Regions from separate parts of the Bicyclus anynana genome. Here region 1 is linked to region 2. Evidence: chromatin contacts called from public Hi-C data. All regions are on one chromosome and are shown on one strand. Each heading gives the region's core, a stretch centred on a gene start, on an enhancer-like site or on the middle of the called end of the contact. The rest is flanking DNA. Distances are from core to core; before and after follow the strand shown. Region 1 holds the start of LOC112047697 (protein GDAP2 homolog). Region 2 has its middle 35 kb from the start of LOC128198556.

The links. Hi-C and Micro-C count contacts between places; a contact is called where the count stands out from the background.
Region 1: a contact with region 2 is called in a Hi-C map of whole larva, with 2.5 times the contacts expected there. The contact joins the promoter of LOC112047697 here to the enhancer-like site in region 2. A contact is called at or near these places in 2 of 2 Hi-C or Micro-C datasets (whole body and whole larva).

The regions. Positions count from the first base shown.
Region 1 is chr12:17,277,082-17,280,816 of ilBicAnyn1.1, forward strand. LOC112047697 (protein GDAP2 homolog) reads left to right here and starts at 2,347. Exons shown (of 12, transcript XM_052884827.1): 1 at 2,347-2,452. The coding sequence starts at 2,440.
Region 2 is chr12:17,241,795-17,245,593 of ilBicAnyn1.1, forward strand. No RefSeq gene overlaps it. Among protein-coding and RNA genes, the nearest start is that of LOC128198556, 35 kb to the left of the region's middle. Within about 2 kb of position 1,792, at least 8 of the 8 cell types and tissues checked have open chromatin away from gene starts, as enhancers often do.

The DNA of each region.
Region 1 (3,735 bases), core at 1,097-3,596, 36 kb after region 2:
AATTTTGCGAGCGTTTTGTTTTTACCCGACTTCCGAACCGAAGGGTTGTGGTTCTCCACAGCAAGGATAAATTTGTCATAACTTACAATTCCGCTTCATCTCTAAATATTATTTTATACGAGTGCTTGTTAGTGCTATGTCTGTACGTTCCATCAATTAGTTTCTGTTAAATAATGCTTATGTCGGTTGGGTAGGTGGGGTCAGTGCCCCCATAGTGTGTTTGGTTGGTTGGTTGAGCTGCAAGGCCTTTGTTTTTAAGTTTTGTTTTGTTAATACTCGTATATCTCAAGGCAAACGTTTTATTTAACTTCTTTGTGCTGAACTAAAATAGGTCTAATGTATTTTGAGGGTACGATACTTGCCTTGTATCTCGGAGACGTGTAGAGGTTTCGGTTTGAAATTAAAACCATAAAGACAACTTGAGTATATTGTTTAAATTCAATTCAAATCTGTAAAAAAATCAAACTTCCAAGTTCTGAAGTTAACTTGGAAGTTTGATTTTTTCACAGATTCAATGCGGTTGTTTATGCCATGAAAAATATACATCACTTTAACCTAGGTAGAACTATAAAATTTGGCTAGTACGTAATTATTTCTTGTAATAAAAGTATAGGGAAATGTCTAAAAACTATACATTACCTAATTAATTCACAGAAAAAACACGAGTCTTTATGCAAAGAACTGCGGGCCAATGTTTGAACCGACTTAACCGTGTCGGTACCAGTTGTTGGCTGCTTCCTAACGATTTATTTATGTGAATTGGCCAACAGAGGTTTGCGATTTCTTTCGCGTAAATATAATTTTTTTCCAAAAAAAGGGCTAATTTCAGAAATCGTTGTTATATCAGTCTGTTTTAATGATCCACTACAGGTCCAAGCCTCCCTACTGAGGGAGAGGGAAGAGGGGATTTGTAGTTTCCATAAGCCAAGATGGCTTAATCTTGGCTTATGGAAACTACAAATCCCCTCTTCCTCAGAGACACGGAGCGCAGCTCGGTCCCCAGACATTGTAGACTAATCAACGATATAGCGCGGATATACGAAGCGATATGTTTTATTGTCGTGCAAATGACAAACAAACAGATGATCTTGTTCCCCATTGTGTACGGATTATCCATTGTCGTAACATTTACGACGATGGCTTCATTGTTGTGTTTGCGTGCGCGTGCGCATGGTGCCGGTGAGGTCACGCGATTGTATGTAAGGATTAAACTTATTGTTTTATGTCAGAATACTTGGGATATTGTCATATCAGCCATGCCTCTCCTTTCTACTATGTTAATTTTGCCGCCAAGCATTAAAGTTGTCTTCTACTCTGAAGAGATGTTGCCGGTGTGTAACTACATTTATTACGTCTCAGATTGATGAACACAGGGCAGGACTTTGTCGGACTTATTTCCTAGCATGCCGTGTACGAGTTGTTTCTTGTTCATTGCCACTGGCGCGTGGTGACTGACCAGTTACATGACGATGACGGTTGCATCGACGAGTGTCGAGTGCTAACACTTAGCATAACCATTAAACATAACTCATGCGGAAATTCACGGATGTTAGACAGCTGCAAAAACTTTTATACACATCATAGTGAAACCCGGTGATAACTTGCGACGCGGTACCGTGTGCTCGACTGTCGCAGCCGGGAGGTGGTAAGCTTAGAAAGCGTTTAACTCCTAGAACGATTTGTTGAATTGGGGCGTTTTACCATAAATGTATACAGTATATCCTAAATGGAATGCCCGCGACTTCATCTGCAAGATTACTTATCATATTTCACATTTTAAAGTTTTTTTACCAATTCCCGTGAATTTAACTTGAAAAATTACAGAGTATACTTTTCATGAAAGCATGAAAGTAGGTAGGTATACTCTGTTTAACCTTAGGTAACATTTTTGAAATTCTTGAACGTACATTTATCCGATAGTTGGAACAAAGGGAAAAGTGTTTAAGCGAAGCCGTATATAAGCCTTCAATCTACATTTGCAATGTCCGTTGGGAATCGCGGTGTGGCCTTCACTGAATACAGTCAATAAAATCCAAGGTACCAAGGTACAAGGTAAGGTAGGTATATACTTGGATACATAATATACCACTTTAAATAAAAGAGATCAGAGGGTACGCTACGTACTGGCAGAACACAGAGCATGTATGCTATACAACGAATCTCGTAAAGCTCCGTACTATCTGAATCTCGCAATGGGTCGGATGCTCTTTATTACGGTGGGCTGCAGATCGACCAGCGCGGTCCCATGACCCACTTCCGGGGTTCGTCGACCGCGTGACGTCACGGCCTTCATCCCCCACCCCCGCCCGCCGCGTCAGCGGGGGCGCGCCACCCGCCCGAGGTCACTTGTTCCGCGCCCGCCGCCCGCGGTGGACGTAACTTGCGGAGCGTTGTAATTTGACAAAAGTTTAACCCAGTGCGAGCTTGTGCCATTTCGTAATGACTGTTATAGGTACGATTTACCATTTGTACAAGCATGCAATGTAGATGTTAATATTCTAGTAAATGTTATTTAGAATTTATGTAATTCTATTGTTACATAACTATCAGTCAAATGTATCAATACAATACAAGTACTTAAATAGATTATAATTACTAAATTTTTATCATTCATTTCTATTAAATAAGTTTAAATGATGTCCCACCCACTAGTCATAGAGCAATAAGAATGTAGAACTTTGACCCTTCACGTTGCGCGAATGTGAGTTGGCGGGGTTAAAGCACCAACAAATACGCAAGTAGGTGTGAGATTATTTACTTTAGTATAGAGGATAAGTAATAATGCTGAGAGCTTTAAAATTATGTAACTTAAGTATTAATAAATATAAGCCGACTATATATATAACACAACAGGAATTTGTAAAGAGTATACATTTTTAGAGATCTTGAATTATACTTATCGATTTGAATTGACCTTTAAAATAATGCAACCTAATATCGTTGACGAAACAAGATATAAAAATATCGAAGTTTTGATTTCCTGATAGGAACGTAGCTTGAAATATTTATCTTATTTGGATTATTAAAAATCAACGTCACTTCGTCATTACGCGGTTACGTCATTGGTTAAGACCTGACAAGTGACAACTCAATTACGTTACGTCACAAAGAACTTAAATTCTCAGTAGCCCGAGCCCGAGGTTTGTTCACCAAGTAACCTTTATGTTAAGTGACAATGGTCCTCGCAGTGATAAGATGGCAAGTGACTCAATTGAAAAATTATAAAGGAATAGTAACATAGCAAAGATAGATATCACCATTGCCATAAAACCATAAATAATATTAAAATCGCGGTAAACTACCTCTTTCAAGTATAGTGAACTTTCATGTTGGCGACAGTGATCATTAGGGTGGACAGGTGGGTGGTAGGATCAAATCACAGTTGTGAAACTTGGAAATAAACCTATAATAAAATTAATTAAAATAATTTTCACCCAAAGTTTGAATTCAATTCTACTTTTCCGAGAGCTCGACAAAACAACATATCTTAACATTGTCACTGAGCATCAGATGCTCCGCAGTCGAGGATTATCTCGTCGTATAAAATAAAACCTAACAACCAACACGACTAAATTTTAACTTTCCTACTGTTCTGAGAGAGAGGACTAAAACTTTAGTAGCTCAAGGACGCTACTACTTTACCATGTGTATTTGCCTCTTAGTCAACATTTTGTCGACGGTTGTTTCGTACCAGAATAAAAAACTGTACAAGTATTTGGTTTGGTAGAGTCTCGT
Region 2 (3,799 bases), core at 542-3,041:
CGGTAGCTACGCCCCTGCTACGTAGGGATGGCACTGTTACGGCGTCTCGCTGTTCTGCGGTAGTCGGGAGAAGCAGGGACAAGAACAAGTTGTCTGCTGCTCCTTAGTGCTCTTCTTAAAAGCTTCAGTGATAGGACTTTGTTTAATGACATTCGTTTTATCAAACCGTTATAAAGCGTCAGCTAGTTCAAGTAGATAGGTATACTTACTAAAATACCATCAATTGTATCCATATCGTGCGAGTATATTCTGCCTGATAGCTTCGTCAGCCCTGGATCGACCACAGTCATCAAATACAAGACGGTAACAAACAGACCTAGCGTAACGCTGGCAAACACTATTATAACTAAGAATTATTATTCTCATTTCTATAATTAAACTTAGGCAATATTAAAAGTTTGTGTAGCTTAGCACTGAATTTCACATAGACAATAGACAAATATTAAATGTAAGCACATCATTGGTATTTTATGTTGTGACTTAAAATCTGCCAGCTGAAAGTGCATTCGGTGCGTTCCCAAATAGTTGAGGTGCTTTGTATAATAAACTAGCTTCGCTTTATCTCATTTCCTACCCCTATCCTATTCTACTCCCACCCTAAACTTAACATGCCCTACCCCTAACTACCGAAGCTATCCCACCCAATACTGTTTTGCCTTTTCATTATAATTTTTGGGGTGGACCCTGGACACCCCTTTTTACTTAGGGGTTTCAAAATAGATAATTGCTGATTCTCAGACGTACTGAATATTCATAAAAAAATTCATAAGAATCGATCAAGCCATGGAAATTTTATATAAGTACTTAATAGATGTAGAAAGAATACATGGAAATGACTAAATTTCAGAAGTTTTGGAAATTCTTATAAAGATAAAACCTGATAAAATGTACAAAATATTAGGCATTTTAGGGGTACAATGATAATAATTTATTGATTATTATTAGATATCTATTAAGACTCCATGAATTTATACCTACTTTCCTACTTTTTACATGTTTTTTGTGTCAATTCGTGTGTCATTTTAGCGTCAACTTATCAATTGATAATTAATAATACAAAACAGGATATTTTATTACTTTTTATTTAGCTTTAAATACACTTTGAAGAACTAGTTTGGCCGCAGTGGAGAGCGAACTCTTGATTTTGTTAGGTATGAGGTCAGTATTACCTTCGGCAAATTAAATAATAGTACTGACAGGTAATTATGACTGAATTACACTTGAGAATCTTCGGTAGGTGCCTAAGCGTTAGAATAAAACCCAGCCAAGTGTGTGTCGGACTCGGATCTCGCACAGGGTTCTGCGGCTACAATACAACGGTTTCAAATTTATCCGACTTCAAAAGGTGACTGATTCCCCGGAAAGTTTTGTTTTATTTTTTTCTCCACTTTGCAGTGATAACCTGTGTTATGTATGCATGTATGTGTACGTCTATACCTACTCCAATTGTGATACATCTATCGATAAGCTGGCAGAGGAGGGAAACACTTGACTCTTACAAAAGTTAGTTTTTGAAACTTCACAATCGGATTCCTAAGTCGAAAAATGATGTTAACAAGTCACAATATTTTTGCAAGACTTACAGCCACAGATCACACTATTAACATCACTTTATGCATGTGTACCTACAATATAAATATGTGTATGTCCAGTAAGCAATGAGCAAGAAGTCGTCGCTCACCGAGTCGGACTCCGAGCACGGCTCGGCGCGCTCGCGGCGCGGGCGCCGGCGGGGGGCGGCGCTCTGCCCCGCGCTGTGCGCGCTGCTGCTCGTGAGCCTGTTCGCCGTCTCGTTCCTCGGCGCCAAGATGGCGTACGACCAGTACGACGCCTTCTGTAACAGATTCGACGTGTATGTTTTCACTAATGTCACCATGAAACCCGTTACAATAAAATAACATTTTGGTTTTTATTTTTGATTGATAACATGATCATTAACATAAATCTATAAAGGTCAGCAACTTGGAGCTTATAGCTTGGCAACTTCGTTCGTGTCACTGCCGATGGTCCGCGCGGGCCGGGAGGCGTGTAGCCATGAATGAAAATCCCACGACTGATGCACCTCACATCCACGCACGATTTCAAACCCGCGCAGTCTTTCCCGCCGTCGCCCGCATATAATGGGAGTGTCATCAACGAACTGACGGCAAGTTTAATTATCAATATACCTAGGTATATTTTTTATAACTTGCAGTAGAATAAAAATTCAATGAAGGAATCTCATTGAGAAATCTCCACTCCTGGTTATTTTATATAAATATTATTTTGAAATATCGAATTATCAACCAAAAGTTCCGATTTATCTAAACTCTAATCGTCAATAATGGTAAAAGGGCTCTCCTCACCGAGTGGTTGTGGTTCGATCCATAGTGATCTGTGGTTCGATCCCGCCCGCTGGACTATTGTCGTAGCCACTCATATCACAGTCTTTTCCGACTAGTTGGAGGAGAATGGGAATATTGGTCATATTGAAAACATAATTTATGGAAATTTATTACATTAATATTATGTTGAATTTATGAACACCATTTCAATTTATTTTTTAATATTTAGCACCATCTTACGGTTACATAGTAAACTATGTCAGAAGTCACAGAATTCCTTAAAGTTTACAACTTACGTAACCTTCATCTGGATTATCCTTGTCACAACTAGATGGCGCTGTCTACATGGTGTATTTTATAGTTCAGAATGTTCACGTTATCTTCAATAAATATATTTTGTATAAACAGGCATAAACATTATTGTAAAATAAAAATATATTTCTCTTTACTATTTCATAATCTGTTCTTAAAATGTAACCGTGAAGTCATTCAGACATTTTAGTTTTGACAGTCTTTCCATTGCTGTCAGTGTCAAATGTCAACTATCAATGTCATTGTCAAATGAACGTCTCAGCGAGGCGGCCGCAGCCCGCAACTCGCCAGCGAGTGATCGTTCGTACTTTGTGTTTTTAACTGTTTTTCAATTACTATAAACAGAAAAAAGTGCATCAAAATAACCAAAATTACCTCAGTGCTAGTGTAAGCTCCTGTTTTCCTTCTCCATTCTTCTCTTTGCCGTGAGTATATGTTATGTTTTTGTTAAGTTGTATGTTACGTTCTGTATTGATTGTGTTGGAAGGAAGGCCAATGTCAAGCTGATATTAGGATACCTATCGACTGGAGACACTTCGGAAGTTATTGATGCTGTTTTTAAGTTAAACCGGTTTTGCTTTAAAAAAGAAATTTGACAGTTGTGCTGTTGATTTCTGCCAGAAAACTTGAAACCGGGAAAATTATGGGTTTATGGTATAGCGGTATAGCCAGCCACGCAGGCAAGTAGTCCTGAATTTGGTTTCCAGTGGCATCAAAATTCCATAAAATTAGCTAATTATAATTATGTACCTAATCATATTAGCTATAATTTTGCATTAATGTACCGTTACTGCTAAAACCGCTAATGTGTCTGTAATTACCACTCAGGTAAAGTTTTATTACTTCTAGTAATGTGAACAATATGTATAGTGACTGCTGAACTGTAAGTTGTAAGTTACCACCACAGCCCACAGGCCGACTCACACTCACTGTATGCACTCAACTAAAACCTCTATGATTACATCAAAAATAACCTTTCTCATATCTTGCACTAGTTTAACTGTAACTATGATAATATAAATATATGACGGCCAACAAACTTATTTGACTTGAATGTTTTAAGAAATCTTTTTTTTTTGTTTAGTTTTAATCAATCAGTGAACAGTCGCTCGACTATAAACAGATTTTTTGATAGAAAAAGGTGTTTTAGATTGTAGGTCGCA